4 separate regions of the Mus musculus genome follow, and all the other regions are linked to region 1. The links are chromatin contacts, called in public Hi-C and promoter capture Hi-C maps. All regions are on one chromosome and are shown on one strand. The core of a region is the stretch at or near the end of the contact, and the rest is flanking DNA. Distances in the headings are between cores, read along the strand shown.

Region 1 (6,590 bases), core at 2,512-5,011:
AAGTAAGAGGTGAGAACCGGCAGATCTGAACTGGGCTATAAAAACTGGCACAATGACAGAGACCCTGAGAGGTTAAACTCTACGTAAAGCTTAAGGATGCATAGTGTTAGCACTGGCTCATCTTCTGACGACTCAGGACCCAGGCTCCGTACCTAGCACCCACAAAGTGACCCACAGTTATCTGGAACTCCAGTTTGAAGGGATCCAACACCCTCTTCTAGCCTCCTCTGCTGCACCCAGCACACAAAGGTGCACAAACATGCATGCAAGCAAAAAGCTCATATATACATAAAAAATAACTTACTTAAAACATAACAAAAAAAAACAGAAATATCACAGGAAAAGAGAAAAATTGTGATGGAAAACAAGACAATGCAGTAGAGTAAAAGCCAACATCTATAAACTACATTAAGTGTAAACGGGACAAACATTCACACTACAAGACAGAGCTTTCAGATTTAAAGAGCAAGACCTAGATATATGCTATCTGAAAGAGACATTGTAAATATAAAGACACGATAACCTGACATGTAGCCAGGTGATTAAAGCACTTGACTGGCCTGTGTAAAATTCTGGTTTCCATGCGCAGCACCACAAATTAATTTATTAGGCAGAAGAAATAGTTTAAAAATAAAAATTAAGGAAATGAATATATTTCTGCATGAATACATTTCTATTTAAATTAGACTGTAGTTGGAGAATACATACTTGAAGTTTCCAGTTCTATAAAAACTTGTGCCTACGATTTTTTCATTAGTGTTTCTTATGTGCTTGAACTGAATAAACCACAGATGTTGAGCCTAATTTTGATTGCTACTACAAGGAGCTGGCATAGTATATGAAAACAGAATGTGGCATAAGCATATGAAAACCGGTATGACTACATTAGTATATGTGATCAAGCTGACTGGAAGATCTGTTAGTTTCTCCTGCTGTGAGGAAATACTGTGAACAAAAGCAACTTGTGGGGGAAAGGGTTTCAGGAACACTTTTCACCTAACAGTTAAGCATCCAAAGTGGTTAAGATAAGAACCCAAAAAAGGCAAAGAACCGGGGAGGCAGGAAGAGACCATGGAGACCTTACTTACTGGCTTGTTCAGCCTGCTTTCTTAAAGAACCCAGTACCACTAGGGGTTGCACTCCTCACAACGGGCTGGGCCCTCCCTCATTACTAATTAAGAAAATGCCCTATAGGTTTGCCTATAGCCCTATCTTAATGGAGACAATTTCTCAATTGAGGTCCCTTCAGTTGACGATAGCTTGTGCCAACTTGACATAAAACTAGCCAACACAAAGACAAAGGAGGGGGTTGTCATTTCATTTTGAGAAATGTGTTGGCTCATCAATAATAAATAGTGTAGCTACAATAGTACTAACCAAAACAAACAAACAAACAAACAAACAAACAAACAAAAAAGATGGCATGTCATTAAAATAGATGGGTCAGAACATCAAGAAATAGAAGTGTAGACACACCTAGTATCAATTTTTTTGTTGATTATTTGGTATGTGTTTGAGGATAGGTGTTTGGGGCTGTCGCTGTTTTGAGATAGGGTCTGTCTCTGGAGCAGAGTCTAGCCTGGAATTCAAGACAATCACACTGCATGCATCAGCCTCCCCAATGCTGATATTAAAGGAGTGAGGTGCTGTCCTGACTTCTAGTACCCACCAAAGCTAAACCCCACAGCTCTAGTATGCTTAATGAAGTCCATAAGAAATATTCAGGAAAACAAACCATGTACACACATTTCATACAATTGGAAACTTCAAGTATGTATTCTGTAACCACGATATCCTAATTAGAGTTACTATTACTATTATGATGATGAGACATCACAACCAAAAAGCAAGTTGGGAGGAAAGGGTTTATTCAGGTTACACTTCTAGATCATAGTCCATCACTGAAGGAAGTCAGGACAGGAAGGAACTCAACCAGGGCAGGATCCTGGAGGCAGGAGCTGATGCAGTGGCCCTGAAGGAGTGCTGCTTGCTAGCTTCCTCCTCCCAGCCTGCTTTCTTAGAGAACTCTCAAGACCACCAGCCCAGGATGCTATCACTCACAACCCATGGGCCCTTCCCCATCAATCACTAATTAAGGATATACCCTACAGCCAGATCTTAAGGAGGCATTTTCTCAACTAAGGTTCTCTCCATTCAGATGACTCAATCTGACATAAACTAGCCAGGACAGAATGTAATTAAATGAGAAATCAACACCAATAAGGGATCTTGAAATCCCAACTTGTAGAAATTAGTAATCAGTGGTCAAAGACATCGCAATGGAAATTACAATATATTTTCACACAAAATGATCCTGAAATCACAGTTGACCAAATGTTATGAGCTTAGAACAGCAGCTCAAAACCTATGAGTTGAGATCCTTTCATGGGGGGTTACCTAGGATCATGGGAAAACACAGATATTCAAATTATAATCTGTAACAATAGCAAAATTACAGTTATGAAGTAGCAACAAAAAATATTTTATGGTTGGGAGTCACCACCATGAAAAGAACTGCATTAAAGAGTCTCAGCATTAGGAAGGTTGAGAATCACTGGCTTAGGAGGACAACTTTCAAAGAAGGCTCTGTTTTTAGAAATGAAATACACAAAACCCCTTCACTAACTAAATGATTTCCTGAGTTTTACAAAAATAATAAAATTTCAGTCAGTAAAATTTCTACCTGTCAGATTGATCAGAATTAGTTCCTAACACAAATCTGGAGACTATTCAAGAAGCGCTATTCTGGGAAACTAAATCTTACACATTTAAATTGTATATTAATACTACTACTTCATGCAGTAGAGGCCAACTGGTGGCTACCACCCAGGCATCTGTGACAAGGCGTCCATTTACTCAAAATTAAATTACCTTATAGAGAGACGTATGGATTTGTGTCCGGATGAGACTCTACCTCTCACTCCTCACAGAAGAAACTCGTGATTTATCAGTTATATTTGTATTACCGACGCTTTAAGAAATCGAAGTGAAATGCAATTTTTCTATGCACACGTAGGTTGCACACAGGGTTGCACATGTAGGTGGCCCTTTGTTTATCAGACCACTGTAGGCTTTGCTTGTGCCATTGATGACCCTCCTGACAGCCCTGTAAAGTAAGTATTAAAAGTGGGCTGGAGAGATGGCTCAAATCCCAGCAACCACATGGTGGCTCACAACCATCCGTAATGAGACTTGACCCCCTCTTCTAGGGTGTCTGAAGACAGCTACAGTGTACTTACATATAATAATAAATAAATCTTTAAAACAAAAACAAAAACAAAAAACAAAGTTAACAGCTCTGGATCCTCCAGGGCTTCCAAGCAGCAACGTTTCAAGCCCAGGAAGAGCTAGGGCAGCCTTCTGGGGGTTTGCAAGGGGTAGCTGGGGTTATCACTGAGGGCCAGTAACTAGCGGTTAGCCACCTGGCAGTGTCCAACCGGAGTCCGGACAGACCCGATCCCTCTCCTGGGACGAGCAACCCGGAAGAGTCCACTTTCCGTTCCGCCCCGAGTCCCCTCCCCCGCACGCGCCTGCCGTCCGCGAGCGCGACAGGCACGGGGCTGAGACCGCTGTCCCCGCCCCAGCTCGCTCCTGACAGTGCGCGAGCTGAAGCGACTTCAGGTTTGACCCCAGGACTCGGCTAGCCCTCCGATCCGCCCAAACTACGCGCTTACCTCGGCCCTAACCACCCTCACCGAGGCACTTCCGGAAGCTGGACGGCTGCGCGCATCCGCGGCCCTGGCGACGCGCGGCGCCGGGGCGGAGCGAGGGGCGGGGCGGGGCGGGGCGAGTGAGGGACTACCTGAGACCGGCTTTCCTATTGGCTCCCCAAGAAGTGTCCCAGTTCACGACCCGAGTCTGACCCCTCCCCTCGCAGGGAGCAGGGAGCTCCGGGTTCCCACCAGCATTCATTCCTCGAGATCGGGTTTTCTAACCCAGGCTGAGCCTACAGCCTTTTCGCCCATTTTCAGACCGTCCTGCGCTGGGCCACAGCAGTCACCTCTTATCACTAAGCCCAGTTGACAGAAGCCTCCTGTCCAAATCCAGGTATTCAGTCATGAGTAGCTGACAGACAGGACAGCTTTGGAATAGAGATGCGTCCTCCCCCTAGACCATGGTTAGAAGGGTGGACATCTCCGAAGAAACACGGCAGGGGCGAGGGGAGCATGGTATGTGCACACGCCTGAAAAACTGATCAGTAGGAAAGGAACTCAGCGAGTACTCAAAGTAAGTCCTTGGCGCCGAAAGGCTCGCAGTTCCTTAGAAAACCTTTCACAATCCCGGTTAAAGCAATCGGTGAGTCAGACAGACGTCAAGAGACAAACGTAGTTGACAGGTTACGAGTCTGGCAGAGGCGGAAGTGTCTATCACAGGAGAGCTTGGCTGATTGAGCAGAGACATTTAGCTAGAGACTCGCCTCGTGGGTTATTTTCAATTCTGAGGAACTTCACTTCCAAGATCAGGTGGTTTGGTCGGGACCCTAATAAGGTTCCTGTAAAGCGTGTTGGGCTTTAGTTGAACAACATTCAAGGGAGAGCAGAGTAACTCAAACCCTGGAGTTGTGCAATGAGCCTCTGAGAATCTGACTGAAGCTGAGGCTTTTCCCACGGGAAATATGGAGACATGGCTATACACACATTTCCTTCTGAAATTCAGGGAGAGAATAGAGGCAATCTTGGAATCCACAAAATTCAAGCTGACAGTTCTAGTTAGAACTGTCCCTTTAGCTACTTTTTAAAAATTAAGCTGGCAATTGAGGAGAAGCATGACACTCTTTGAACAGACGGAACAAGCAAAACACATTTTAAAAATAGGAAGACATCTAACTTAGCGGAGGAGATAATAGAAAAGTGCCATCTATTTTCATTTACTTCATAAATATTTACCAGCTGCCTTGTCGGAGCCGGATACTATTCCATTCGATAAGGATATAGCAGTGAACTACACATGCAATGCTCTGGCCCTTAAAATACTATTTTGTGAAGAAAGCTGAGCAATAGGTAAATAAATGCACAGGTAATAAGCATGCTGGGTCATGAAAAGTAGGAAAAAATTAATGAGGTAAGACAGGTGGTATTAGAGTTGTATTACAGTTTATGTACCATGAGGGAGGACGAACAGATAAAACAACCTTGAATTGAGACTAGAAGTTAAGGAGCAAACCTAGTGTACAGGGCAAGTTTTCCAGGCTGAGGAAATAACAAACATCTAAGCCTGGAGACAATAAGAAAAAAAAGTAAAGAGCTCTGAGCTCTGAGCTCTGGACCACAGCAGCAAATAGTTCCCACGTAAGAGTACTGAGGGTGCAAGGCAGAATACATGTGCGTGTGTGTACACATATGTATTATGTGTACCTGTGCCAAGGCCTGTGTGTATGGAGGTCAGAAGGCAACTTTAGAAATCAGTTCTGTCTTCCCACCATGTAGGTTCCAGGATTAAACTGAAGCTTTGTCGACCACTGAGTCTTCTTGCCAGCTTGGCGCCTAGGATTTAGTGCATGCTAATCAAGCACTCTATACCAACGGAGCTCTATCCCCAGACCCCAGAGTACATTCATAATCAAATTCTTAATCATAATTTGTAATCAAATACTGTATGTGTAATATAGTAGAATCAAGAGCAATGCTAACTCAATCAGATATGACCAAGAGGCCAGCAAAATATGTATGTGATGCTTACATATATATGTAAATTATACATACAGATTATACATACAGATAATCTATGTAAGGTATATGTGAAGATTATATGTGTGCATATTATGGTGTTTGTGTGTAGTGCTAGAGCATGAAAAAAACTTTTTTGTAGTTTGCACTTATACAAACTATGAAGTTCTTTATGAAATGTTATTAAACCTAATGGAAAATGGGTCCTATTTGGGTCTGAATAGGCAAGAATCAACATATATAAGGTTCCATATGAAACATCTTAATGCTTTCATTGTGAGACTATTGGTTAAAATTATTAAAACTTGAAAACTGCATAATTCGTTTGCAAGAGCTACTGACTTATATGAGGGACTATGGAAGTTAATAGTAACAAATGATATTAAAATATAAATATGTAGCTAATAATGTAACTTATCCATTTGCAGTTTTTGTGAAGTGGTTTTTTTTTTTTTTTTTTTTTTTGGTGTTTTACTTTGACAATGGTTAAAACCACCAAAAATAAACTAAACTTAGAAGGAGGCCTTAACAGTGTCCATATTCCAGAATAGCAAAACAGCATTTGCTCAAATCCAGTGTCTGTTATATTTTAACAAGAACTTTATTTAATAAATATGTGTTTTTCATTCTTACCTTGTCCTTTTGCTTTCTTGCATATTTCATAGATATATAAGCACAGAGGACAGGATAATTACTAGATTAGCTTTAAAATAGTTAACTGACTGACGTGCTTGAACAAAAAGTACAGAAGAAGTACAGAACCTTGTTCTAACTACATTCTGGCCACGCAGCACAGAGTGGGAGCATGTAAAAGCCATATTATTTATGCCTCTCCCCAAATTAGAGTATCTCAGAGGCAATGCCGGCAACTGGATCTTTTAAACAACTGTTTTAACGCAGTTCTGTTGTTACTGATCTGGGGAA
Region 2 (6,590 bases), core at 1,134-3,633, 3.0 Mb after region 1:
GGATATTTTTGAGAATAGTGAGCTTTTTTTTTTAATTTGACAACTCCTGAGGAGACTCCCTGCCTGAGGTTAACCTCTGCCTCAACACACATGTTCACATACATGCATCCTCATGCACACACACCCACATACAAAACAAATGAATAAATATTAAAGTTACAATGTTGCAATTTGAGGGTCTTCCTTCATTTTTCTCTAATAAGATGGTGTTCCAGAAGCTTCCATGCCTCGCTCATCAACTGCGTAACTTTGAACAAGTACAACAGAGACCTTCAGAGCCCTCACCTAATAATTACTGAAATATCAGATGGGAAAATCCACACCAAAAAATATTTTCAAGTTGGGTGGGTCCCTTTCCTTTGATGTATTTGTTGATTGCCATACTTTCCGTATAGGACATCCCTTGATACTAGAAACACTGGAAACAGTTGACAAGTGGCTTCCTGGGCCGGAAATGGTGACTCATTAGCATCTGGAGTGTCGAACTCTGCAGAACTACACCCATCCAGGACTAGAGAGAGTCTACCTCTGGTACAGGAACAAAAGAAATACCCTGGTTAGGAAAGTTCCTTGCCCAGATACCACTTTCCTTTACTGCCCAGGAACACATGCCACAGAAAGGCTCTGGGTGTGCCAACCAACAGTGCAAAGAGGGAACTGCCTTGAGCGTGAACCAGGACCTGTGTGTGGGCGGAGTCAACCTTACTTCCTACTGGGGAAACTCAAAGTGGGAGAAACTCAAAGTGGGAAAGCTGCGGGGGTCCACCCCCAATGTCTCATCCAGGATCTTGGCTTCCAGATAAAGGCAAGCAGTGCTTCAGAAATGACTTTTTTATCTGATAAAAGTAAAATTTCAGACTTCGAGCACAGTGTTTCTCAGGTGCTCCTGCCAGCCTATCCCGTAAGGAACCTTTATTCTCCAGTAAGTTAAGTCGCCCTTGGCATTAACTTCCGTGTGCGTTTCAAATTCTGTTATCTTGGCAGTTTTTGTTTTGTTTTGTTTTGTTTTACTTGAATGCAGCATTTTGTGTTAGCTTCTTTTGTGGTTTTGCGATTCAAAAAAAAAGAAAGGAAGGAAGGAAGGAAGGAAGGAAGGAAGGAAGGAAGGAAGAAAGAAAGAAAGAAAGAAAGAAAGAAAGAAAGAAAGAAAGAAAGAAAGAAAGAAAGAAAGAAAGAAGTTAAGAAAGAGAGGAAGGAAGAAAAGGAGAAATGAAGTCTGAGGTTTCTTCTTTTCCCTTGGACTTCTGCCAAGGTTTTCATGGGTTGATATATGCCTCACAGATCCTGCCAGAGGGAAATACCACACTCCTGAGGCTAACCTTCTACAGCACACACCCAAATGCACATTACTAAACTCTAACTAGAAACAGCAGGAAATTCCTATGCCTGGCAGAGACAATAGAGACCGCACAGCAACAGGGACACTGAGATGGGGACAGTGACCCACTTTTGTTTCCAAAGCCAGCGGCTATAGATACTTACAGCGAACCAACACCCAGGCACTACCGCTAAAGTTCTCCTCTGTTGACTCGGAACAAACTGGCATCAACAGAGCCACAAATGCAGCATGTGTGACCTCTCCCTGGGGACACCTCCTCCCACTGGTCCCTCCCAGGCGACAGACCCCACTACTCACCTCTTTGTTCCTGCGGGCTGCATCCAGGGAGACAGTACTGTCGCCTCTGTGTTCACCCTCCCCGCATTCCTGGCAGATACACTGCTGGTGCGTGTGGCAGAAGGAAACCAAAGGGCTGTGGTGGGCAGGGCAGGTGCGTAGATCCTGGTCCTTTGCGGGTTCGGTTAGCTGGTGGCTGTGCAGTTTGCTGTTCTCCTGGTGTGGCCGCAGGTGCTCCTCACAGTAGTTCACCATGCAGGTCAGACAGGATTTCACTGCCCTTACTCTGCTGGCCCCAAGACAGAAGTCACACAAGATCTGATCCTCTTCACCAGGAGCCCCGACCTCTGCGGGGTCATGACCCTGCTCCTGGGTTTCCTCACCTGACTTGCTGAGAGGGTCCGCATCTTCTTTTTCTGCTGGGATAGCTGACACAGGGTCTGGGCCGAGAGGGGCCAAAGGGTGAGCAGTGACCCCGGTCAGAGGCCCCGGGGCAATCAGATCCAATTCAGCCATCTGGTGGAGGCTCTGCGGACTAAGGACTAAGGCGTCCTTCCTCGCGGTCCCTTGGCTCAGGATCTGAGTAGCCCAAGTCAAACCAGAGAGCCACGCCTAGCAGATTGCAGCTGCCCTGAGACATTAACTGTTTCCTCCCTCCCGAGGAAGCTCAGTTACTCAGACAGGACGAGGCTCCTCCAGATTGGCTAGTAGCCAGCCACAGTGACAAGGCTCAGAACTGCCTTGCCACTTGGCTCCTGTGTCTGTTCCTTGGCTCAGGCTTCTCATTCTCATTCCTAGCCCAGCCCTGAAACTTCTATTCTTACGGGACTCATTCACGCACACCCCATAGGCTCTTCCGGAGACCACGTGTGCCTGTGGGACTGGAAAAAAGGGCAAGATTCCTGAGCTCTATTGTAAGCCTCTGCGGCTTTGAGCGGTCCCACAAGCCATATTTTGCGGTGGATCTCTCTCTCTCTCTCTCTCTCCTTCCTCCATCCCTCCCTCTCTCTCCCCTCCCCCTCCCCTTCTCTCTACTCCATATATTTTTAAAGGGGTCCAAAATGTAAGGACTTTGATAATAGGGCAGCTGCTAATCCTAAATGAGCCACCAGCTTGGTCCTACCACCACCACCACAAAACCTGACATACAGACAGACAGACAGACATAGTCAATCTAGCTTTATCTGCTTTTAATAACTTGCTTTTATCAGACTTTTGTTTTATTTTAGTCGTGTGTGTGTGTGTGTGTGTGTGTGTGTGTGTGTGACAGAGTTTGACATCTAGTGTCTTTCTTAATTGCTCTCCACCTCATTTCATGAGAGAGGACCTCACAGTGAACCTGGAACACGCTAGGTCACCTAGCGCAGCAGGCCAGCAAGTCAGAGGGATATTCTAGACTCTTGCCCCAGTGCTGGGGTTACAGATAAGCACCATTGCATGGCTGCAGGTGGCCATGCACACCTAGCAAGCACTTTACCCACTGAACCGTCCTCCTAGCTCCACTTCTGGTTGACTTTTAAAACTCACTCATGTGAGAAGCCACCCAGTGGACAGGGCCCTGGCCTTCCACTCTCTGCCATAAACCTCTAACATGTGGGCTTTGATGATAACAGTTGTCTGGCTTGCTTCTCCGAAACTTGATGGCCTTTTGTTGAAATTGACTCATCTGGACCTGAGCAGGTAACTAGTGGGTGACCTTTTGGCATCAGAAGACCAAAACTTCTGCCCTCAGAACATTCTAACACTGACCTGTCCTGAACATGCATCCCACGAAGAGCCATGAGGACCGATTATGGTCCTCTCAGCCACCCTTCCCTATCTCATAAATCCTCACCAGACCCCACCCTCCAGGAAGTGGATCTAACTGTGCTTCTCCCCTTCCATGCTCAGCTCAGCTGCCTTCAAATATGATTTTTCTCTTTTGCGAAACGCATGGTCTCTGTGTTTGCCACCCTGTGCAAGCATCCTGGTTCTGAAACCACAGAAATTGATGGATGTTTATAACCCTGACCCTCCAGTGTCCGCTTCTAGGGCATTCCAGGAGCTGGCTGAGAATGGGCACAGGAAGGGGCCATCGGGTAGAAGAGGGAAGGCACTGTCCCCTTCCACATACAGCTCTCTCCAGCCTTTCTAGGCCCCGTATCTTACTCTGTGATCTCCACGAAGAGACAGTTGCTAAACTAGCCCCACATCCAGCTAATAAAACTGTTCCTAAATGAGGTGCCCTCATTTTCTCAGGCTGTCCTTACAAAGTGCCACAGACTGACTGACTTTGATGACAGGAGTTAATTTCCCGACACCTCTGCAAGGGTGAGCTCCCACGCGTGGAGATGCCGTGGCCTTCTTCTGAGACCGCACTCCTTGGCTTGCCCTCCCGTCCTTCATGCCGTCTTCCCTGTGCTTGTCTGTGTCCTGATTGCTTCCTTTAGACATCAGTGAGGCTGAACTAGGGGACCATCCTACCTCATTTTTTTTCTTAATGACCTGTTCAAAGACCTACCTCCAAAAGCAGTCATGCTCTGAGGTAATGGGGGGTTATGACCTCAGTGTGTGAATTTGGAGGGTGAGGAGGGGGATGAAGCTCATGGCTAGAGGATGGGATGAGAAGCAAGTGGTTCCTGGGGGGAAAGAGCTCTTCCAGACGTGGCGTACCTCTGGACTTTAGGACTGAGATTAGTCTAATATGGCACCACCATGCATCTCTGTTTCCTTGGGGTAAACTAGACAGACCCGGGGATATTTCTTGGCAGAACTTGTCAAAAATCCAAGAAATCCACAGGCTTCTCAGAATCATAGTATACAAAAGGCTGCAAACTCATCCCAGATGCAGCCCTGCATTATTTAAAGACACTATGGAACACCCATGGCATGATTTCCTAGAGTGTTTAGCCAAGTTCCCCAAGTGTCCTTGTCCCTAAATGTCCCACCCTCTGAAGCTTTCCAAAAGTCAATTCCCAGAACCTTATTCATTTCATGGTTTTTATATCTCCAGACAAGAGAAAAAAAAAAGCCTGCCCAACCATCCCCAGTTCATTCTTAGACACTTCTTCAATACTAACAGATATTTCCACGAATGACCAAGACTTACCAGAAGATGAACTGGTTTTCCAACATGCCTCTCTGTCTCTGACCTCTCTCAGAATGAGGAAGAGAAGTGATTGCCCTGCCTGACCCATTCTACAGCCTCAAAGGTGGAAGAGAAAGAAGGGAGTCTGCTGTCTCCATTTGGTTCCCACTTGTCTCTCATTCTTTCTCTCACAGTTTTATTCCTACCCTTTCATCTTTCATTAAGGAATTATTTCCTGTCCCCACCCCCCTTCTATGACTAACACTTTAACATAGTACATGGGCATGACCGTCCCTCCACCAATGCCCAGAGTTAACAGACAACACCCAGTCATGACACTGTAGGAAACCTGATTCTGGGTCCTACCTTCACCTGTTATAGCATCTGTTTTCTCTAAACTTCATAACTGAGATACTGACCTAAGCCAAGGCTAGCAAACAGAGTTCTGAGTTGGTTCCTAGAGATTGTGCCTGAGCAACCTTGGGGTTAGGACAATGCTTTGCTTGTGTTATCTGATACGGACATAGAGTGGAAGACACTGGTCTCTCTATAGACCCATCACAGGAGCCATCAAAATGTCTGAATCCTCTTTATCATTAAGCAGGGTCTTTGGGAGGTATCTGCTAGGCCCAAGCTCTGACCCCACTACCAGGGTCTGGAACGCAACTGTCCAAGCCTTAGATGCCCTTCAATACCTCAAAACCAGAAGTTTGAAGAAATAAAGTCGTGGACTCTCTTATACCCTAATTTCTAATTTTCTATGTCCTGCAATGACTGCCCCTTCCTTTCCATGAAGACACGGGATATCGCAACCATTTTAGTCAGTCTGTTAGTTTCTTTTGCCTCCTTACACAGTAACTGCAACTTAAATGTCCCCTAATATCTCTGTCTCCATCCCCAGTTCTCAGCTGACCCTATCCCCTTTCACATCTAATTATCAAATCATAGGTAAGACAGGAGCCCTCTTTCCCCACAGCAACACCCAGATGCCGCCACCACCACCACCCTCGCCTTCTCACAAGTATTGCTTATATTAGTCTAATTTTATTGCTATAAAAATAAAACACCCAAGGCTGGATACTTTATAAAGAAAGGGCCATTGTTTATCTCACATTTCGAAGGCTGAAAGCCAAAGATCAAGCAATCTCATCTGTTTGGCTTCTGGCCAAAGTCCTTTTAACTGTATTACCGCATAACAAAGCCATATACAGAAAAAGCCAAGCACATGGTAACAGTCTTTCTGTATAACAATCCATTAGTCCATTTCTGCAAAAACTAATCAGGATCCCAAGAGAACTACATCAATCCTTCTGAGGGCAGCTCCTTCTAAAACCAAATCACGTTCCAGTGAACTCGACCTCTGAGAGTCTACTGTCTCCCAGTAGCACACATAGAAGGTAAAGTGTTTGGCACACAAATCTTTAGGGGATACACTCACAAAAGCCACAGCACTGCCTCCAGGGCCACCTTCTCTTCCTCCCGCCCCATCTTCTGCCAGATTCCCAGTCCCTTCCCCAAATGAAGGAAGATTTAAGCCTCCCTTTCCACCCCAACACTCTCTCTGTTCTCAGAAATTCTCTCTGAGTGCTTCTTACCAACTTTGGTTACACCTCGGTTTCTTTTCATTTTACATTGCTGCAAGAGTACACATAACACAAGACACAAACAATAAATCGTATCATCTCAACCATTTTCAGTGCATGCTTCAATAGCATTGGACAATATGCATCATCTAACCCTGGAGCATTTCATCTTGCACAACTGACTCGCTGCACTCAATAACCAGTAATTCCCTGTTGCTTCTCCCGCCAGGCCTGAAACTACCATTCTACTTTCTATTCCTGCACACTCAATTATTACAGGTACAGGTATAGGTGTTCATCTTTTTGTGATTAGTTACTTCCACTT
Region 3 (6,590 bases), core at 1,282-3,781, 2.9 Mb after region 1:
CCTCTTCTGCATCAAACAGTGAGACATCTTCAGTGTCATCATTACTGTCCTGTGAGGAAAGTAAATATCTATGATAAAAAAGAAATCCAGTGCTTGTGTGCCTACTACATACAAACCTACACAATCCTCAAAACGGAAGGTGAAGTCACAAGGCACAAGTACTAGGGATTCACAGCGTAGGAAAAAAAGGCACCTACAGAGATCTTCTACCCCAACTCCAGTCATCTGAAGAAAGCCCCCTGTGAGAATCTAATAACCAGTTAACACCAGCCTGAGCCCTGAAAGAGGAACAGATGGTGCCCCCCAATACCAACATCTACTATCAGCTACTCTCTCCCGAGTCACAGAGAAAACTGAAGCTACTGGGGATACACTTAAATGGCTTTTGGCTCCTTCACAATGCTTTCTCTTCTTATCGGAGGCTGAATAACCACTATCGTGACTCTAGGACTTGCTCCATCATTTTCTTCCTATTCTTTCAAGTAGCTCTTTCTAATTAATATATAAAACCTCTCACACCAAATCGATGATCCTGGAAGAGGGATAAAGTGCTCCCAGGAGGATCCCAACGCCTGAAGAATGCTACTGCTAAGATGACTCCTAAAAGACTGCTGGGTTTCTAACACCCTTCTGTGAACTCCTAAGAACAGGTTGGGGTGTAAGTAATGGAAAAAGGCAAGAACAACGGATACAGAGCGGCAGGGAATGGAGAACTTCCAACTAGAATGGATGAGACCGAATTCCAAGTATGCACACGGGTTTTAAGGACAATGAATGGAGAGACATCCAAGATGTTATATGGAGAGTTTTTACTTTTTTAAGATTATAGAGTACACTTGTGGCCCCTTCTGCCTGTAATGCCAGCACTTGAAAGACTGAGTCAAGACAGTTATAATCAGTTGGAGAAGGGTGAAAAAAAAAGAAGAAATTAAAGCATGGCTTTGAGCTAACACCAACAAGATTTTGTGAGGGGCGGGGAAGGGGAGGGAACAATGGAAGGCTACCAACAGTGCAACTCATGAATGCTTCCCAGTGAACAAAGGTAAACCAGCTGTAACCCAACAGTGGAGTACACAGGATCCACAGAAGAACCTGTGGGTGATTAGCAAAGATGCAGGGAGGGGGTTGGTATGAAAATACCAGGGGGAGGGGCTGCTTCTAGGTAATAAGAAAGAAAATTATCAGACAAAAAACAACAACAACAAAAAAAAAAAACAACCAAAAAACACAAAAACCACAAGGGAACAGATGTTTAAGTCTGCAGAGAAATTTTAATGCACAGGTTGCCTGGGGGAAGGAAGGTAATGACTATAAAAAATGTCAAATGCCCAACAGGTGGAAGGACTTATGGTCACAGACCTAGGAGTAGGAAGAAGCGGATCTAAATGCACCTTCAGAGCTGAGCTGAAACCATCAATGAATTTTTTCTACTCCACATTTCCACAAAGTAGACTTTTCTTATCACAGATTCTAGTTGGCCCATCCTGAGACACTTGGTATGTCACTATGTCTTTATTATTATGATCTGAAAATATGTTGTTCCCCAACCTAACCTCTCCCCATCCCAACCCCCACCCCCAGCCATCCTGCCCTTTGCAGATCCCATCTCCTTGAACATCCCAACCTGACAATGAAACCCGTGTGACACAATCTACATGGGAGTTCACAGTAAAAAAAAAATTTTTTTTGTTTTTTTGTTTTGTTTTTTTGGTTTTTCGAGACAGGGTTCTCTGTATAGCCTGTATATCTCTGTATAGCCCTGGCTGTCCTGGAACTCACTCTGTAGATCAGGCTGGTCTCGAACTCAGAAATCCACCTGCCTCTGCCTCCCGAGTGCTGGGATTAAAGGCGTGCGCCACCACGCCCAGCTTCACAGTAAAATTTTAAAGGAAGAAAATATATTACATGTACTAATCTCTGGCCGAAGGACAATTGGCTACATCGACCTCTACGGGTACAAAGGCGATAACCATCGTGATTATCTGTGTACAGCGTAGTAACACTGGAACCCAAGGCTCTGGCAATCTCTCCCTACAGGATCGCCCTGAACTTGTGTATCAGGGCCCTACAGGCCATTCCCCTCATCCGGGCAGGCTATGGGAAGACGGGTTACCCCCGACCTCACACCCAGAGATCCTGCAGCGAGTGTGCTCCACACCCGCTGACAGGAGGCCTCTGTGCCTCCGGGGTCGCCGGTGCACCCTATCCCTCACAGTCCACAAACCCTCTAGCGACAATTTGCCCGGGGCTGGCCCTCCTACCCACCCACCTGCAGTTCCTACAGCTCAGGCAGTGGGCGGGCACACGGACCCAACAGCCTCGGGCGACTGGGCAAGACCCCCAGCCCCAACTCAAGCACCGGCTACCGGCGCTCGGCCGCCATCCCTCACCTGCGACAACATGACGACCCTGCGCCAACCCGCCCCCCACTTCCGAGAGCCACGACAGCAAAGCTGCCACGCGATCCAGCTCTACAGCCGACGTCACAAGCGCACCAGGAAGCCACTTGGTGGGAGGGCGCAACTCCAGAGACCGGAAGGCGATAGGCGGGTCCATACCTTGGGGCGGGGCTCCATAGTGGGCGGGGCGGAAAGAGCTGGTCCACGCGACGGACGCGGGCGGTAGGAGGCGGGGTGTGTGGGCGGGGCCTTGACGCAGAGACTCTGTAGGGGCTGAGGTGGAGGTGGGCGGGGCAAGCGTGAGCAGGGGCAAGGGCTGCACTTCTAAGGAAAAGCAAAACGCTTGGGAATAAACTGGCTAACTTAATGGGTTCTAAAGCGAAGTTTCTTGGGTTATGAATGGAAAATGTTTTTTGCTACCAAAGAAGTACAAACTGTGAGTCATTACCACCAGCAGGGACGCCCTGAGAGAGGCGGAGCTTTATAATTTAACCTTGTAAATGTATTGTATTTTAGTATAGTCTTTCTTAAGCGATTTAAATGTTAAAGAAAATTGAGAAATAAATGTGTCCTTGGAAAGAAATTAAAAAAAAAAAAACCGAGTAAGAAAGAGACAAGAAGACTAGCGTAAGCAGTGAGGGTACTGCTGTAAGGGGCATAACCTCAGAACAAGAAGAGAGGCCAGTATCGCGCCTCTGCCCTCCATGTACCAATTATATAACCAATCTCTATGTACATCCTTCCTCGGCTGTAAAGTGGGAAGGACGGTGATGGCTTTACAGAGCATTTAGTAAAGTGGCACAAATTTGCTTTTATTACTGTTTTAAGTCACCTGCTGATGGCATGATCATGCCTAGACCTAAAATTCAGAGATTTTTTTTTTTTTTTTTTTTGGTTTTTCGAGACAAATTCAGAGAGTTTAAAGCCATCTTTGCAACTGTAATGATAGAGATATTCTGTTTGCTCAACTATGTCAGACTGTTGGAGGCTCATGCAATGTCCCTCTCACCTTTTCTTAACTGAAGGGACTCTTCACAGAACCCGGGGTTTTATCTGGTTCTTTGCCAGGACTATGTCAAACCCAGTGTTACAATAATGAAGAAACATGGACCTAGTTCCCAAAAAAGAGAAAGCAGGCAAGGTAATTGCGCATCTTCGTGTGAAGCTGGACAAATGACCTATGTCCTAACCTGCTTGGACAAAGATTTTGGTGGCCCACCCTGTGTTGTGAGGTTGTGTGGAAAAAAAATTTTTTTGGTTCTCACTTTTTATATGAATGCAATTTGAATTCACTACCATATTTTAAGATATAGAGCATTTGACAAGAAAGTGAATTTCCCACTTGTTAGGATTTTTGTCTTCCTTTTTGGAGGACTGGTGTGTGTGTGTTGGGGGGGGGGTTCTTTGCTTGCTTTTGAAACAGGGTGTTGCCTCCTAGTACCAACTGACTAGATGCTCTGTCCTCCTGCCTTGCCCCTATCTCCCCTCACCCTCAAGAACTGGAACTTAATGACGGGGAAAGTCTGCCTGGGGTGTTGAGCCTCTATGTAGGGACTGTACTCTTTGTCCAGATCCTGAGCCCTTCTGTGAGCATATCCACCAGTGAGCCTGTAAACTACTCTTTACAAAATTACCTACCTTGCCCCTGACAGCACCCCCTGAGTATTTAAATAGGAGTCTCAATATACTTGAGAGTAAAGCCTCCTTTGTAGAAAATGAAGCGTATTTTCTTCATTTTTTTTCCTTTTCTTCTGATGGAGTGTGTTCTGACCCGTTAGATCACATGCAGTGTTCTAAATACAAGTCTGCCTTTTGATCTCCCCATATCCTTTACCAAAACTGAGTTTTAGTCTTTGCAAAAATACCAGGAGATTTTTATATAGTATCCTGATGGCTACTGTTCAAAAGTTTCTGGAAGCAACGATAGCCCTAAGTTGGTAGTGATGAATGGAGTCTAACTGCTCAGTGACCTTGCCTACACCTCACTAAGTGGAATGCTGGCACTCTCTCCCTGTCTCCTGGTGTCTTAATATAACCCTACTCATTCTTTGAGCCATAGAAAGCTTCATATGAATTGCCAAAGCAATGTCAAAAAAGAAAGGTCTGGACAACCAACACTCACTTAGTTTTCAGTTTGTTGTAATGCTGCTGTAATTTCTCAAGCCTGGTTTAGATAAACACATTTTGTCCAAGTTCGGGGGCTGCTGTTTTCCCTTCCTTCATGAAATTATCAATAGGGAGGCCTTTGATCTTACGGATCCACGCAGCTTTGCTGGCTTTTCCTGGGTCGACCTCTTTAGTGGATACACTGGCTTCATATTCCTTCATCTTGGCTTCAGCAAATTCTTTTTCCTCCTTCACAGTCATCAGCATGAACCCAGTGTTCATTCTCAGAGGATCAAGGGTTGTGTAGAAACGAGGCCGTTCTTTCTTGGGAGACAGGGTGGCTGTGCCGCCTCGAGGAGCGAGCATTCGGTTTGGTTTAATGACCTGCATGCTGGTCAGGGGGCCTGCACGGCGCATTGTCCCATCAATTGAACTGGTCAAGTGCTCGTCACCCCTTAAGCTGTCAGAGACCTTGGGACGGATAAGACTGGGCTGGGGTACAGTGGCCTGGACTCTGGGACTGTGCAAGGACTTTTTCAAGTTGGGCTGAAGTTTCTGGATTTCAAGGGGAATGTTGGTTTGTCTCACACCTGTAGGAAGATTGCTGGATCGCAGCTGATCAACTGCGTGTTGAACTGATTTTCCTTTGAGTGATAGGACTTTCCTCGGATATGGAATGGAAGGCCCCCAAGCATCAATGACTTGAGGTCTGGGCCTATGGGGATAGGCAAACTCTTCAGAATTGTGGGCTTGTTGCAAGGCACTGATAGTCAGAAGGAATCGGTCAGGTGTCATAGGGACTTTCCAGAGCTTTTGCAAGGGATGACTGACTTCGCCTACAGGAGTTTCCATATCATCTGCTCATTCAAAGACAAAACAGAAGCACGTCAGTATTCTGTGGAGAGGAGGGGCCATAAATACATGAAATTTGAAGCCAGTCTGAGGCACACTTAAAGGCACACTGAGGTCTTGTTGCTGAAAAGGGCAGACCATCAGACATCCTGGATGAAAGCAGTATTTGGCAGTATACTTGCTAATCAATAACTTAAGTTCCTACCTGTTACCTATTCCAGAGAGTGGGATTCCCCCCTTGTTCCCTAGTTTGGGGACTCCTCTCACCCCAACCACAAAGACCTAAGGGTTTCAAATGTATGACTAAGAAAAAGTTTTTTTCCCCAAACCTACTTAACTTTATTTTCTGCTTCTAATATGTATATGTGTTTCAGCATCTTGCCAAGTTCAGGCGTTTACTCAAAATCTACATCCAGGACAGCTCCAAAGAAGCAACCCACAGATATTCCAGTCTATTCTCACAGATGCCTCCATTAGGCCTGCACCTTCTTGCCTGCACGGGGTCCACAGACCCTGGACAGCAAGGAAGCAGCCGACTCTCCTGAGACTGAACCAACAAACATCCCCACTTTCTTAGGATCCCCAAAGACACATCACCACAAAGTCAGCAGGAAGCAGCAGGAAGGATCCTGCTTCTCCATCTCCTCTTTCTAGTTTCTCAGTTTTTAAATTAAACCAAAATGGAGGAATGTTAGTATGTCAGCATTCCTTCTAAGCTCCACCCAACAGTTTCCTAGCAACAGCAGCTAGGCCTGGCTTGCTATAAAAAGGAGTTTGGCCTCTCTTTGCTCTTTGACCTTTTTCTCCCTCTCTGACCCCTTTCTCTCTCTCTCTCTCTCTCTCTCTCTCCTTCCCCTTCCCCTCTTCTTCCTGTGTTTCCTGCTGACCTATTCTCTCTCTCTCTCTCTCTCTCTCTCTCTCTCTCTTTCTCTCTGTGTGTCTCTTTCTCCCCTCTCTTTCTCTGCCTCTACTCCCTTCTCAACCCCCGCTTTCCATGCCCCCAAATAAACTCTATTCTATACCAGACCCATCATATGGCTGGTACCTCAGTGGAATGAGGGATACCTCAACATGGACCTGCTGAGGCATCCCCTCCCACGCACCAAACCTACAATACACATCACTGACTTTACAAAACATATCATAACCCACATGTTTTGCTCTTTAGATGTCATAAATAGCTTAAACAGTATATGTACCCCCACCCACATAGCCACATACACGTGCCTTATA
Region 4 (6,590 bases), core at 2,828-5,327, 2.2 Mb before region 1:
TACTGCATTTATTTCTTTGGTTTGCTGCTTAACCTGTTTGGTGTTGAGATAAGATCTCCCTATGTAGCCCACACAATTGGATAAGGAGTTATTATAAACAAAACACAGGGGGCTAGGGGAGGGCTTGGGAACCGGCTTGCTGCACACTCTTGGGGATCTGTGTTTCATCCCCAGCAGGCCACACAGGAGGCAAAAGTCAGGCACGGCAGCCTGGAGCTAACTGGCCAGTCTGACTAAGTTGGTAAACACCTGATTCAATGGCAAACCCAGTCTCAAAAGGACAAGGTGGAAAGTGACAAAACAACTTCTGGCCTCCACATGCACACAAGTACATACAGGTGCATGCACACACACACACACACACACCCAAGGGTAGGGTGCCAGCAGCTGCCAAAGGTGTGAACTCTATGGAGTGTGATGCCAGTGGCTATCAAAAGTATGAAGAACAGCAGCTATATAAAGTCAGTGAATGAAATATAGAGGATTTTATATCTCCGGGGAGTGGCAAAAAAAGTAAAATTCGCTACAACATATGAAAACACATTTCAAAGATTTAAAAGACTTACACACACATACACACCACCCCACAACGCCCCGCATGCCCCAGATCTAGCAATGGTTTCAGACATCGGAGCTTAGCACGTTGATTCCTCCATGTATTACCTTCGGTGTCTTTTCACCTCTTCTTTCACACTGATTTCGTTCTTGAATCTTCTCAGCGATTTCTTGGGCTATCTGACACGTAGAATCGTATGTGGAGAACCTGCATCAAAGTCAAAGTCAGGTTAAAGTTCTTTAAAAGAAAGTGCTGGCTGAGTGTGGTATTGCATGCCTTTAATCCTAGCATTGCAAAGGTGGAGGAAGGAGTGCGAGGCCAGCCTGGTCTAAAAGAACACAGTGACAAGGAGACACTGTTTCAGGGCAGGAGACACAGAGGAAAGATGAGAAGTGACGTGCAGAAGCACACTGCAGGGACAGCAGGAACTGTGTATCTGCAGCAAAAAAAAAAAAAAAACCGCTCTGACAGGAGAGCCTGGCAGACTCCTCAGCCTGCCACAGTTCTCTCAGAACGCTGACTGGCTTTCCACTTGCTGCTCAACAGTGTTGGGCTTGGAAAGATTCAAATGAAAAGCTAAATCAGGGGCTGGCTCAGCGGTTAAGAGCACTGATGCTCTTCCTGAGGACCTGGGTTCAATTCTCAGGTCCCACATGGCAGTTCAGAATTGTCTCATACCCTCTTCTAGCCCATGAAAGTTGCCAGGCAAGCACATGACACCCACACATGCGTGTAGGCAAAACACCCACACACTTAAAATAAAAATAAATTAAAAAAAAAAAAAGATTCAGAGCTCGGCAGGTAAGAGCACTGACTGCTCTTCCAGAGGTCCTGAATTCAATTCCCAGCAATCACATGGTGGCTCACAGCCATCTGTGATGGGATCCAATGCCCCCTTCTGGTGTGTCTGAAGAGAGTGACAGTGTACTCACATACATAAAATAAATTAATAAATCTTCAAAAGAAAAAAATTCAAGTCAACACCCAACAGCACCCTGTGTTTTCCTCTTCACAGCATTTTAAATTCTGGTCTCATCTCTCACACCAGTCTGCTCCTAAGAAGTGGGAACTCATGTGCTCAAGTGAATGATGTATTCTCTAGGACTGCCCATTGCAAAATATTGAAAACTTCTGTTTGCCCTGATGTCCCAGCTTTACCCATAAGAAAATAACTAGCTTATGTCTCTAAAATATTCCAGCACTGGAAGTAGTAGCTTATAACCTCAGCTACTTGAGGCTGAGACAAGGGACTTGTAACTTCAACGTTAGTCAGCTAGAAGCTGCCTGGGTAAAACTTAGAGATCAGTCTCCAACTTTAAAGAAAAGGGGCTGGGCGTTACTAAGGGCACAGATGGATGGGGAAGCATTTGTCTATAGCTTGCGCAATGCACTAGGCTCAGCCACTGAAGTGTCTAGCTTGGGCTGGGGATGCGGCTCCAGGTCCTATACAGAGAACTTTGTGTTGTGAACTCCACAAGCACTTCAGAGGCTGTGGCAACCCCTAAGCCTAGATTCATGTATACAGCCATATGAATCATTCAGTATAATCTGGTATAGGTGTGCATGAAAAAGAGCAGGTGTTTAAAAAAAAAAACATCAGAATAATAAAAAAATAAGTCCTAGCCCCAGCTTCCCCACACTTTACTTACTGCCTCCATGCAATAAGTAAATAATCTATGAAGACAGGAGCTTCAGTCCAGCTCTGTGACGGCACATCAAACATGTAAAACCCCGTAACTAAATCCTGTTGCTTAGGAACGGGACCTAACTTAAGTGCCTCTAGAGCTGGGGAAAGGAGAGATGACTGATGAGAGAGGCACTCGTACGGGCTGGGCCACAAGAGGACAATTTGGGCCGACTCTAAACAAGACTAAAGCAGATTTCCCTATGGGAAGGAGGAGCCGAGTCTAAGCACTGTGGAAGGCACATGGCATAAGCAAAGATGAAAGAAGAAAGCATGCCTGGCACGTTCTGCCACGCGGTGGTCCTGGGAGGAAGGTATAGTGCAAGCAGGACAGATGAGCAGAAGTCAATTCTCTGCACAGCGTGGCACGGGGGTCTAATGAGATCAGACTTACGGGAGAATTTTACCCAAGACACTGAAGCATTTCAACTCTTTTACTGTTAGTCTTAACTGTTTGACTCAGCGGCTTTCTCGTTTGCCAGCTGAAAGCTTTCTGGTCTTGCTGGGGACCAAACCCAGGGTGTCTTGCGTGTGCTAAACAATCGTTCTACAACCGGGCTAAAATTTGAAATAAGTTATGTACACTCAGATGATGCACTGATACACATTAAAAATCATGTTTTTAAGACTACCTTTTAAGGACATGGAGAAATGCTCCCTCCCTGCTTTGTAAAATACAAGCAGGATATAGATCCAAACAATAAATGCATTGGAAAAAAAGGTGAGCACTGATTGCTTCCGAGGGATAGGGGTGCTTTTTACTCCCTTCAGATACTCAGCAGTCTCTCAATTTTCTACCAGGGGTGTATACAATAGTTAAAACTTTAGGACAAAATTCAGCACTTGGCTGGGCTTGGTAGCAGAGCCACCATTTTGGAGACTGAAGCAAAAGGGTCAGGGATTCAAGATCAACTTGGGCTCCCCGAGACACTGAAAAACAAACCAACAACAAACAATTCAGCAACTGGCCCAAATAGCCTAGATCCCAGATAACTCTAATTCTGACCTTGGGATCCACTCTCTTAATATTCAAATTTATCTGCCATCAAACAACTACAAATTGTACCGGAAACACCACCATAAGGCATATTCTCCAACACAAACTTTATAGGAATGCAGTGTTATAAATTATTCATCAGGAAGGTCAGGACTTTATAGCAATTTGTTCCTTGTACAAAGATGTTTTTCATCATTCTCTCCTTGGGGTCTCTTTGCTGAATAAATGGACCTTATCAGGCACTTCCTACTTCGTGCTGACATAAGTCTTCATGCTACTGATGCAGGAAAAGTGCAAAATTTCCCCTCCCAATGTCCTACAAGTTTTCTGTGAAAAGCCCATAGCACCCGTGCCCAACTAGCTACTAACTGGTGACCATGGAGTGTGAACTTCAGTTTATAACCTTTCTGGGGATTACTGGGTGAAGGGATACCCCACCAAAAGGTTATTTTGACCTCACTTTTACAGGAGCCTGGGGAAGTCTATGCATGCAGTCAGCCACAAGCATGATGGGCAAGAAGCCCCAGAAAAGGGGGGCAAATATTCGATTGCTCAAGTCCCAGCTCCCCCAGGTCATAGCCTACCCTAGGACCACAGAGTTAGCACCGAGTAGGCAGTACGTGGCTGAGTCCCCTCAACAGGGGGAGGATTCTCGCTGATCTTCATCCCTAAGGCCGCCAGCCTCAAGCTCAAAGATGGGCAGGGTCTCTGCCAGTCCCTGGAAGCCAGTTCCACCCCCAAGTTAATCCCCATACTCTGCTGCCATCACCGGCAACTCACCAGGGGTCCGGGGCCATGGTGCAGTCTCCGCCCGCAGCTGGGACACTTCCTGCTCGTAGCAGCTGACTACGGCGGCCCGTGCGGCTCATTCCCCGCAGTTCGGAGAGTGCGCGACCCGAGCCCAGAGTTTGCAAAGTGAAACCTGTTTTAATTGACCTCAGAACGACGTCCCCGCTACCCAGAGCGCACCCCTAAGGGAGTGGGTAGCAAGAATCTATTTTTGTTAATTCACATGAATTGCTGGACGCAAGAAAAATAGTTAAATTGTTGAGCAGAATCAAAACATTTTCCCAGGGAATGGAAACGCGTCAACCCCGGCTCTCTGTATTTTTCTTCTTAATTCAAAACAGCAAGACAAGCTGGGTGTGATAACTCAAGCCTGGAATTCCAGCACTTGGATGGCTGAGGCAGGAAATATACATACAGGCAACATATGTACCATACATGCATGAATACATACATACATACATACATACATAAAAATAGTTGCATACTGTACTAAAACGTTTTTAGTGATTTTTTTAAATTTTTCTTTTAAAAAGAAGTATCAATGCCATGTTTTTTATAGCAACCTATTCATCATAGGCAATTCTCTGTGCTCAATTATTCTGTGTTCAATTATTTTTAATAATCATCACGAGGGGCTTAATTGTATAGTTTTTAAAAAGTCACAGACCTGTACACGGGAGAGGAGGAAATTTACCTTGTGCACTTAGCGTCAACCTACCACCTACATTTCCAGAATGGATAAAATACATACTAAGGAAGTCCTCCCAACATTTGCAAGAGGGGAAATCAACTCAAACACAGTGGGCTGGGTTTCTGCTCCTGCATGAACCTAGCACGCATGCGTGCGCCAGTTACCATGACGACCAGGAGACGCTGCACCCTGGAGTTGAAGAATCAATGAGCTGAAACTCTCCAGGATGGAAGAACAAGTTTTACCCGAGCTGGATGTAGCAGAACTGGAGCTTCAGGCTGTGATCGGCTTCAATGGTGAGACCTTGAGCAACCATGATTTGATGCCTCAGGGACAGTGAGACGCTGACCTGGTAGCGCCTGAGAGGCAGTGGGAATAGCGGCAAGAGTGTGGCCAGGCACCACCCGCCCCAGGATGGTGGCAGATCTGGGCCTCATTCCTGAGCCTCAGGAACTGGCATGGGTGTAAGAGCTCAGATAAAGCTCCTCCAGAGACCAAATGAGCCTAACTCGGTAGGAGTATGAATAAGGGTCTTTCCCAAAGTAAGAACTCAAAGGTTTAAGACCAGGATAGAAGGGAAGTAGGACATTAAGGGAGAAACCTTTTTAATTCTGGAGGGGCCTTCTTGTGGTGCTCACACTTTATTTGTGACTGTCGTGGTAAATATTGAGAGAGAAATGCTGTGATTGGGGGTCGTGTTTGGCGTGTAGCGAAAAGGCAAGGAGTTAAATTTTAGGGGGAAAATTGATTTTTTAAAACGAATGTAGTGCCTGAAAGCTTTACCGTTGAAAGGATGCGGTGCGGAACGATTACAGAGTAAATAAAGGTTTAAGCGCTCCTGGCATTAACTCTTGAGTCTTCGTTGCTCTGTGCTGCTTTAATTGAAAGCCAGCGTTTTCTGTATCTGAGCCAACACTGTCTGTAGAGATGGACAAATATTACCGATAAGAAGTGATCCCTGGAGAACTGCAAAAAAATATTCTGGTGAGCCGGTCAGTGCAAAGACACACAAGATCTGTGATTGATTTTTTTTTAAGTAATTTACTTTATGTGCATTAGTATTTTGCCCTGCCATATGGATGCTGAGATTGAACCCTGGTCCTTCGGAGGAACAGCCCATGCTCTTAACCACGGAGGCATCTCTCTAGCCTGTAACTGAATTTTTGCTAACACAGTAAGGAAAGAATCTTAAAGTGTATCAAAGTTTGGGAAAAGGGTTGCTTAAAAAAAAAAACAAACAAACAAAAAAACCTGCGTGGGTGTTTTGCTCAGAGCGCATATCTGTGAACCAGTGCCCAAGGAGGCCGGAAAAGAGCATCAGATCCCCCAGGACTAGAGTTACAGACAGACGTGAGTCCCATGTGAGTGCTAGGAATGAAAGCTGGGTCCATTGGGAAAGAAGCCAGGGTTCTTAACTGCTGAGCCAACTCTCGGGCTCCTTGTTTTATTTTTAATTATGTGTATGGGGTGGAGGAATGGACATGTAAGTGCAGGTGCTCGTGAAGACCAGGAGAGGGCGCCAGATCTGGTGGCAGTGAAGTTACAGGTGGTATGTCCTAGGAAGTGAGGTCAGGTCCTCTGCAAGAGTTGTGTACACTCTTGCCTAGACTTCTCCCGAGCCCGTGGGAAAAAGTTATTTATTGAAAGAAGCCAAGAAAAGACTGATTTTTTTTATTGTGAAAAGACTCTTTTTGAATTTAAATAGTCTTTAACCAGAGGCTAAGGATTGGGGTGCAGATCATTGCAAATGGCCAGAAAAGGGGGGGGGCTGAGAAATGGAGAGTGAAGATCCAGGAAGGGGGAGGAGGCGGGGGCGGGGACTAGACTTTGAGGTCAGAGTTTAGAGTTCACATGAAATTAATCATATGCTAGG

The links. Promoter capture Hi-C pulls out the DNA fragments that hold promoters and counts their contacts. A called contact is a pair of places that touch in the nucleus more often than the background predicts.
Region 2: a contact with region 1 is called in a promoter capture Hi-C map of pre-B cells. The contact joins the promoter of Trim16 here to the promoter of Zkscan6 in region 1. A contact is called at or near these places in 1 of 39 promoter capture datasets (pre-B cells) and 1 of 115 datasets of contacts at active chromatin or transcription factors (large pre-B cells).
Region 3: a Hi-C map of B cells shows a contact between it and region 1, with 6 read pairs. The contact joins the promoter of Tvp23b here to the promoter of Zkscan6 in region 1. A contact is called at or near these places in 1 of 39 promoter capture datasets (pre-B cells), 1 of 484 Hi-C or Micro-C datasets (B cells) and 1 of 115 datasets of contacts at active chromatin or transcription factors (thymic regulatory T cells).
Region 4: a promoter capture Hi-C map of pre-B cells shows a contact between it and region 1. The contact joins the promoter of Stx8 here to the promoter of Zkscan6 in region 1. A contact is called at or near these places in 2 of 39 promoter capture datasets (liver and pre-B cells).

What each region holds. Positions count from the first base shown.
Region 1 is chr11:65,804,346-65,810,935 of GRCm38.p6, reverse strand. Zkscan6 (zinc finger with KRAB and SCAN domains 6) reads right to left here and starts at 3,761. Exons shown (of 7, transcript NM_001302374.1): 1 at 3,675-3,761.
Region 2 is chr11:62,816,046-62,822,635 of GRCm38.p6, reverse strand. Trim16 (tripartite motif-containing 16) reads right to left here and starts at 2,383. Exons shown (of 6, transcript NM_053169.2): 1 at 1,637-2,383. The coding sequence starts at 2,131.
Region 3 is chr11:62,875,396-62,881,985 of GRCm38.p6, reverse strand. It overlaps Tvp23b (trans-golgi network vesicle protein 23B), which reads right to left and starts at 2,531. Exons shown (of 7, transcript NM_026210.5): 1 at 2,391-2,531; 2 at 1-49. The coding sequence starts at 2,402. It overlaps Fbxw10 (F-box and WD-40 domain protein 10), which reads right to left. Exons shown (of 13, transcript NM_001033669.2): 13 at 4,524-5,362. The coding sequence ends at 4,569.
Region 4 is chr11:67,963,945-67,970,534 of GRCm38.p6, reverse strand. Stx8 (syntaxin 8) reads right to left here and starts at 4,077. Exons shown (of 8, transcript NM_018768.3): 1 at 4,018-4,077; 2 at 664-763. The coding sequence starts at 4,034. It overlaps Cfap52 (cilia and flagella associated protein 52), which reads left to right and starts at 4,893. Exons shown (of 14, transcript NM_027963.2): 1 at 4,893-5,013. The coding sequence starts at 4,944.